3 separate regions of the Mus musculus genome follow, and regions 1 and 3 are each linked to region 2. Evidence: chromatin contacts called from public promoter capture Hi-C data. All regions are on one chromosome and are shown on one strand. The core of a region is the stretch at or near the end of the contact, and the rest is flanking DNA. Distances in the headings are between cores, read along the strand shown. Region 1 holds the start of L1cam (L1 cell adhesion molecule). Region 2 holds the start of F8a (factor 8-associated gene A). Region 3 holds the start of Arhgap4 (Rho GTPase activating protein 4).

Region 1 (2,700 bases), core at 111-2,610, 650 kb before region 2:
CCCCTGGCTTCGTGACCTAGCTGCCTGGCTCAGTCTCCTCTGCTGTCTCCTGGAGATTTGAACCAGTGAAGCTTCATGAGTACGGTCCGCAGCTTCATTCTGAATCCATCTGAGCCAAGTGGCAGGCCTGTAGAAGGAGTAGTGGCCTCTGAGCTCTTTGCTTAAGCCTCCACTTCATTCAGATGACTCTTCCTAAAGACTCCATGGTACACTTTGGATGTCTGGAAAGACATCCAGACTTTCACAGAGTGCTAGCAGGCATCCCCAAGTTTTTCTTTCATGGGAAGGAAGCTGGCAGGAGGTGATCATATGAGAAGGGAAACCAGGCCAGAGTGCCAAAAGTGTTTTCATGGGATCAGGGCATTGCACCACTGGGGGAGTGTTGGCAGGCTGAGCAGAGGACCTACAGAATGCTTCACTGAGTAACAGGCATGCTCATAAAAATACCATACCTACCAGGGCTGCAATCTGCCATCTGGGCCCTAGGCCTTCCTTGCCCTGCAGCTTCAGCTAGCTGGACTCACTTTGGAATTCCAGCCCCCTCTGCTTCGCCTCGCTTGGGAGGTCACAGCCCTAAGCCTGGGAGGGGGCGCCACTGGGAAAATCTCCTTTCCATAAGCTTTCCCCATAGGGCTGTAAGCGAGAGTAGGTCGACCAGGAAAGGTCAGAAAGAGGCCAATCCCGAGGACAAAGAAATAAGGCACTGAGCAGGAGGGAAGTGGGAGGAAGATCAGAAGTAGGGGGTTTCAGGTTGAAGGGCGCTCTCTCTGAGAACTTTCCCTTCTAGCCTAATCTGGGACCTAGTGTTTAGGAGGGACTGTATGGTGTGCCTCGCCACACCTCCTTCGCAGGCTGGGGACTCAGGTTCAGGCGTACATCCCTGAAGAGCCCTGGCTTAGCGTCGTGGCTGGGCAGGGGTTCCAAGAGGCGCTCTGCCCTGAGAGTGCGGATACATTCAAACACATGACCAGGGCGCGGCCCGGACCTAATGGTATATGAATGCCCATTACTAGCCAGAGCCCTCGAAGGCCAAGTGGAGGCGAGGTAATCTGGTTCCCAGTCTGGATCCTCTCCCCACTGTCCAGCCCCGAGATCCCGAGAATACTTCTGCAAATGACTTCCAATATAAGCCTCAAGGGCGGCGGGGATCCTTGATAGTGAGGTTGGGGGTCACTCTCATCTCGGGGATACTGGGACTGCTGGAGCTCCTGAAGAGGACCCCCCCCCCCCACGAGGTCCCTATCACGCGCGGGGCTCTGCGGCCAGGTTCAGATGAAACAAGGAACGAGGGTGTGGCGAGGCGGGGCCTGCTGCGGGGGAGGTGATCTCACTACCTCCCCCTCCCTCTTCCTCCCCCACTTCCCCGCGCACGCTGCCCCGCCCGCCGCCGCCGCCGCCGCAGCAGCAGCAGCAGCAACATCGCGTCGGCAGCGGCATCGCTGGGTGGCAGGTCCGAGGTCGGCGTGCACAGAGACTGAGCTGGCAACCTGATCGGCGCAGGTAAGGTGGGCTGGTTTGTCCCCTTGACCGCAGCAGCGACCATCTACGTTCCAGACCCAGCCCGCCTCAGGCTCAGAGGGAGTGGGTTTCGTGCCTCCTCGGTAGGAAGGCTGGAGCCCCACCCATGCATGCTAGGCACCGAGCTCTGAGCCCTGCGATCTGGAATGGGGTTGGAGAAAGTGGCTAGGTGCCAGAGCTCGACAGGTGAGGGGTAACTGGGCGGCTCCCCAAATGCATGCTTAGGGAGGGGCACAGGAGTGGTCAGGCAGGTTCTGTATGGGCAAGTGGAGCTGAAGTTGGCATATCCCTGTGGGTGTATGCGTGTGAGGAAGGAAATGTGAACCCAGCAGAACGTCCATCTAACCCAGTCGACCGCTGTGGGGTGTGGCTCTGGGCGTGGCTGTTCCTCATCCCCATCTAAAGTCCTGATTGCGGCTGGGGTGGGGGAGAAGCCAGTGTCTAGCATGGTGTGGGGGAGATTGAGCGAAGCTCCTCCGGTAATGGGAGGAGGAGAAGGATCAGGGATGGATGGGCGCTGCCTGCCCCTCCACCCCAAAGTGGGGAGGGGGCTTTGTTCTTCACCTCCTCCTTTCCAAATTCCCTCCGGGGATCCCCTCAAATGCACTGCAAAACCAGTCTCCTCTCAGGCACAGAACCTCCCTTAGGTTCTTTGGCCAATAAAGACTACACTAAGAGAGATGGTTTTGGGCACTCACTGATGTGCCTGTGGATGCACATGGGTGTGGACCATGGGTCCATCAGGTAAAAATAAGGGAAGAAGGGCCTCATTGGCTTAGGACAAGGGACTTCTGGAAGCAAGGTGCCTGGGACTCTTTCTGTAGAGACTGGAGCGATTTTAGACATTGTTTTATACTCTGTTTAATTATGGGAGGAGGGACGTTTCCATACCTTATTCCCTTCTATCTGGTTCAGAGTTTTAGGGTGTTGATTGATAGGAAATGAAAAGAATAACAGATATAGCCCACTGCTCCTCCTGATCTAGTGTCTATAACCCCTATCCATCTGTCTCAGGGAGGCAGGACCACCATCTGTCTGGGGGCCTGGCACCCCTTTCAGGTAGATGTCTTGATCCTGATTAATGCAACTCCAGTGGTAGCGGTTACTAGCAGCCCAGTGTTGTCTTTGCTGACTCACATGGCCCTTGTGGTGAATAGATCCAGCAGCCTTTCTTCCCACCTT
Region 2 (2,700 bases), core at 186-2,685:
AATCAACATTATCTAGCAACTGACAGATGCATAAAGAAAGATTACTCCGTAGAATCTCCTCCAGCCTTAAGGATGAAGTTTTCTCATTCGAGGCAATAATGGATGGAATTGGAGGGCACTAATTTAAGTAACTTGCTAGGCACACAAAGCCAAATTAACATGGCAGCAATAGAAATGAAAAGAAAAACAAGACAAAAACAGACAAAAAAAACAGAAGCTAGATCACATGTTTCATCACCTGTCCCCAAAGATAAAACAAGTTGGTAAGAAGGTGACTTATCAGACACCCTGTCCAGAGGGAGAGATGGTTTCCTGCAGAACGAGGTGGAGGAGGTGGTTCTGCTCAGCGGTTAGCAGTGGCCACATCTCCACCTGCAGCTTCTTGATGCCTTCAGTGTCCTTTTCTTGGGCAGCCATGACCAGAGACTGCAATAACAGAAACAGCTCCTCAGGAAGCTGGCCGCTGGTATCCTGGCCATGGCCATCGAAAGCCTCCCAGGAGTACTTCTCCAGGGTCTGGGCATGCTCGGGCAGCAGCTTGGCAGGTGGTGGTTGCAGGAGCAGCAGCAGCAGTACACGGGACACCTCACACCTGACTAGGACGTCAGCAAAGGCACCGAGTGTGCCAGGTGAAGGCGCAACAGAGCCTGGGGCGTGGTCCGGGGGCTGCGGGAGGGGCAAGGTCGAGCCCAAGACAGGTCTCGGCTGGGGTCCCGACAGGGGTGGCTGGGGCCCAGAAGGCGGCTGCGGCAGCAGCTCGAGTTGCTGTACCGGGTGGCCCCCATGCTCCCGTGCCAGGCGTTGCATGCGTGTAAATAGCGCCAGGGCGCCTGTGTAGTCGCGCGCCAACAGCTGGCAGGAGGCAGCATCACCAAGCGCTTGCAGTGCGGCCAGTGGCATCAGGGGCAGGTGCAGCTGGGCAGCCCGCTGAAAGTGACCGGCAGCAGCGGCCGGCTGGCCCACTGCGCGAAGGGCAGCAGCTAGTTCCAGGCACAGTGCAGCAGCGGCGGCAGGCTGGCCGAGCTCGAGGTGCAAGCGCACAGCGGCGCCGAGGGCGCTGGCGGCCGCCTGCAGAGGCTCCCCGTAGGCGGCGGGACAGCCCAAGCGTTGGCGCGCGTCGCACTCCTGCCGCAGGAAAAGTCGGGCCGCCTCTGTGAGGGCCAGCGCTTCCCCGGGCCCATGGAAGAGCGCCTGCTGGCAGCGCGCCACAGCCAGCTGGCACCAGGCAGCATAAGGCAGGCACTCCTGGGCGCGCAGCTCCCGGGCTAGCTGGGCGAACTGCTCCCCGGCCTCGGCCACGTTCGGCTTCCTCAAGAAGCGCTTCTTGAGCTTGTTGGACACCTGCCGATAGCGTGCCAAGAAGTCCCCAGCCTCTGAGCCTGGCCAGGCACCGCCGCCCAAGGAGGACGCAGAGCCCGCAGCCATGTTGACCGGCTAGCCGCGCCGCCTTACTTCCGGTTGAGGGAGGGCTGAGGGGGAACAGCTATGACTAACGCTACGCTGCGCCTAGCCCACAATGGGATCACAATTCATCACCTCCGCTTCCGCCTCAGGCGCCCCAGCGCTCTGCTGTAGCCACAGTGATGTGCAAAGTGCTGTTGAAGGAGGGATATGGAGGACTATAAAAGCCAATCAAGGAAGAAGGGCTGGGTGCCTACCCAAACAGTCCCCGTATGGAATTAAATTCTGCGGGGGTGGGGCTTGAGTGACGCAAATGGAGGGGGCGGGTCCAGTGCCAGTCAAATATGCAAAGGATTTCTCTGCTGCCAGGATTAGCATCGTACCCCTCACTTCCTCAACAAACATGAGACCTGACTGAGCAAGCTAGTACAGGTCCTGCCATGGTGGGAGCCTTTGCTAGTTTACAGCTTATTTACAATCATATACACATTGATATACATATCACCTGCAATCATATACACATTGATTTTGAAAGAGTTTTCATGAAGGATTTTTAGCAGGACATGCACTACCAAAGGCACTTTAAATTAGCTATTGTACATGCATGTGTTTCAATTTATACCAAGTATTTAAAAACAAAGAAGGGATTCCTTTTACTTTATTTTGAACTATCTCAATTAGTCCAAATGATTACCTACCAGAACTTGAACAAAAGGGGGGAGTGTACATTATTAAATTTATATATAAAGGATTATATACTTGCACCTAGTAGAGAATTACGTGCCTGAAAATAATTTGTCAAGATGTACAACAGAAGCTAATTTTCATTTCGCAAATTCTCTTGTCTTCTCCTTAGTTTTTCATGGTGTGATACACTTGGATCCTATCCTCCAAATTCTAAAAAAGCAATCCATTGATCCAAAAGTCAAATGAACTCAGCAAATAAAGGATGTGTTAATTTTCTACTCTTATCGTGAACCAAAAAATAGAATTGTGCATAGCAGACCTATCATTTAAAAGCATCAATGGAGGCCTGAGAGAAAGCTTACTGCTTAAGAGCATTTGTTGCTCTTGCAGAGGACCTGAGTTCATTTCCCAGTAAAACACACAGACACATAAAGAAATAATTTTTAAAAACCATCAATGTCTTGATCAATCTCTCTCTGTCTCTCTCTCCCTCCATCCCTCCTGCCCTCCTGCCCTCCCTCCCTCTGAAAAAAGCCAGTATACCAATTTCTCTCTTAAATGACAACCTATCCCATAGAACAGTGATATATCACATATGTACTTTAGGTTTCA
Region 3 (2,700 bases), core at 181-2,680, 680 kb before region 2:
CCTGTCTCGAAAAACCAAAAAAAAAAAAACCAAAAACGAAACAACAACAACAAAAAAAAACCAAGATTGAAGCTGGTGAGATGGCTCAGTGATAAGAGCTTTGACTGCTCTTCCAAAGGTCTTGAGTTCAAATCCCAGCAACCACGTGGTGGCTCATAACCATCAGTGATGTGATCTGATGCCCTCTTCTGGTGTGTCGAAGACAGCTACAGTGTACTCACATATAACAATAAATAAATCTTAAAAAAAAAAAAAAAAGATTGAACACAGTTGAAAGTCCAGAACAGTCTTCCCTCCTGCCAAATCTCCATGTCAGGCTTACAAGTGCTCACATGCACTTTGACATCCATGCATGTAAGTACAGGTGTGGATGCCCTTGTATTAGTACCTTCAAGCATGTTTTGTAAGTTATCTTGCCTATCGCCCACAGTCTGTATACCCCAGGGCTTTCTCTCCAATGAACTAAAGACAGATGGCTTGTCACCTGCCTCCTGCCTTCCTAATTGACTAGAAGAGCCTGCTGTGGTTGTGCACATATGCAATCCTAGCCCTTGGGACAGAGGCAGAGTTTGAGTCCAGCCTGGATTGTGTAAAGCCAACCAGGGCTACAAAGTGAAGCCTTGTGAATGAGACAAAACAAAACATGACAAATTAATAAGTAGATCTTGCCTTATGACTTAGAGTTGATGGGGGTGAATAAAATCACCATCATCCTTGGATAAAGGAGGCAGTAGGAGTTGTTTCTAGGCTGGTTCAAAGCCCCCACTGGTATAGGTCCCTACAGGTGCAAGATGGAAGGGAAAAGAGACAAAAATAATCTCTTCCGGCAGCAGGAAGTGGTAACTACCTATGGGGAAATGAGGCTAGTTCTTTCCTTTGGGGCTGAGTAGAAGGGGAACTGTAGCTGAACCCCGCTCCCTCCCCCTCAGGGGGCCCAGGGAGAGCATAAGCCTACAACTTCCCATTCAGCTGTCTGAACTCCCATAGGCCTCACTATGGGCTATGACTCTGGAAGGAGGGTGGCATCTGATGTCCAGGAAGGCTTCAGAGGCAGACCACCTAGGAGCCTGGAGCAGCTATGGTGCCATTGTCCATTAGTATTGAGGGCTAGTGGCCATAGGGGTGTTGTCTGACAATGGGAACCACAGATAGGTTTCTGCAGATAATGAGGAACAGCAGCAGGTGGTCCCAGACATGTTGAGGTTGTCTTGCATTGCTGCTTTATGTTGACTCTTTGGGCTCAAGGTATCTAGGTAGAGGAGCAACTTGTCTCAAGAGAGATGAGCCTGAAAAGGGGTGCCTAGACTTTCAGAGGCCCACCCGGGCAGTGCCAGGTCCAAGTCGCCCCGCCCCTCCGGGGACTGTGCTGGGGGCGGGGCTGGCGGGGCGGGGCCCGCGGAGGGTGCTGGCCTTGGCGCCCCTAGTCCCTGCACTTGGCGGTCTCGCCTCGCTTCCGCGTGGGAGCATTGGGACTCGAAGTCGCGAACGGCCTTGGGCCATGGCGGCGCACGGGAAGTTGCGGCGGGAGCGGGGGCTACAACCTGAGTATGACGCACAGGTCAAAGGTGAGAGGGTGCTTTAGTCCTGGTTTACAGGGGAGACCCCAAGTGTCCGCTGCTGATCTCAGGGGTGCCTGGAGCAGGGTGGAGAAGGGAGTCCAAGCCCTGCTTCTTGAAGCCTCTTTGGCCTCAACTGCCTGCCCAAGCCCTCCCTCTCGCCTCCTTAGCCAACTTGGGTCGCCTGTTGCTCACTCAGGCAGCAATGACTGTGGTAGCCCGAGGGAAGGACAGACTGAGAGGGTGGCTTTCTAGTTGGAGTATAATGGGCCACTTTGACTTTGTTGGTAGCCTGACACCTCACTCTTAACACCACTAGAATCTATGAATTCTTAGCACCTTCACCTCCCTTTGGCACTGTATTAGCTTGCAGGTTTAGGGTGGTTGGTCTTGGGTCAAGCTAGGAGACTGAATATGGGTTAGAGAAATTCAACTGGGATGGCTTTACAGCCTTAGGCTATTAGACCTCTGGATTTGGGCAAACACTTCTATGCAAATCACATGCAAATGAGCTTTGTGAGTTCTTTGCTGACAGCTTCATTTCTTCAGGGTGTGGTAGGTAACTCTTTCACAGGAAAGGAGGCAGTGTCTAACCTCCCTCACCCCCACCCCCACCCCCACTTGCTTGTTGCTTCCAGATATCTTGGCTCTCTTCCTATTTCCAAAGACTTTGGATACAAACACAGTGACTTACCTGTCACAGAGCACAATGGCTCATAAGAGAAGAAATAATATGATCCTTGGAGTTTTCCAACCTGTAGATGAAATTCCAATGTACTTATTTGGTGCAAGCAACTTATAACAAAGTGTATCTTCATGATGTGTTGCTGTTATAGTGGAGAGCATAACTGCCTTTGAAAGTTTGACCCAGACCTCCTCATCTTGGTGTCCAGAGGCAGCTTGAGGTGATTGCAGAGGGTGAGCCAGCAGATGGAGACAATGATTCCATCCTACTTCCTCAAAATGTCCTGAAGCCTAAGGACCTTGAAATGTCTTCAGTCAGCAAACACAGGCCGGTTAGTTCCCATCAAGAGAAATTGGAGTTTGGCCCTAGAATATCTTTTAAATGGCCCTTGCTCACTCAGGGTGTTCAGCCTTTGTGGCTATTATTTCTCACCAGCCTCCCTCAAAAGAAAGTCTTCCA

The links. Promoter capture Hi-C pulls out the DNA fragments that hold promoters and counts their contacts.
Region 1: a promoter capture Hi-C map of pre-B cells shows a contact between it and region 2, with 3 times the contacts expected there. The contact joins the promoter of L1cam here to the promoter of F8a in region 2. A contact is called at or near these places in 2 of 39 promoter capture datasets (liver and pre-B cells).
Region 3: a contact with region 2 is called in a promoter capture Hi-C map of pre-B cells, with 4 times the contacts expected there. The contact joins the promoter of Arhgap4 here to the promoter of F8a in region 2. A contact is called at or near these places in 1 of 39 promoter capture datasets (pre-B cells) and 2 of 115 datasets of contacts at active chromatin or transcription factors (astrocytes and memory CD8 T cells).

The regions. Positions count from the first base shown.
Region 1 is chrX:73,879,494-73,882,193 of GRCm38.p6, reverse strand. It overlaps L1cam (L1 cell adhesion molecule), which reads left to right and starts at 1,360. Exons shown (of 29, transcript NM_008478.3): 1 at 1,360-1,500.
Region 2 is chrX:73,227,041-73,229,740 of GRCm38.p6, reverse strand. It overlaps F8a (factor 8-associated gene A), which reads right to left and starts at 1,435. Exons shown (of 1, transcript NM_007978.3): 1 at 1-1,435. The coding sequence starts at 1,425. The coding sequence ends at 280.
Region 3 is chrX:73,910,028-73,912,727 of GRCm38.p6, reverse strand. Arhgap4 (Rho GTPase activating protein 4) reads left to right here and starts at 1,430. Exons shown (of 22, transcript NM_138630.2): 1 at 1,430-1,565. The coding sequence starts at 1,499.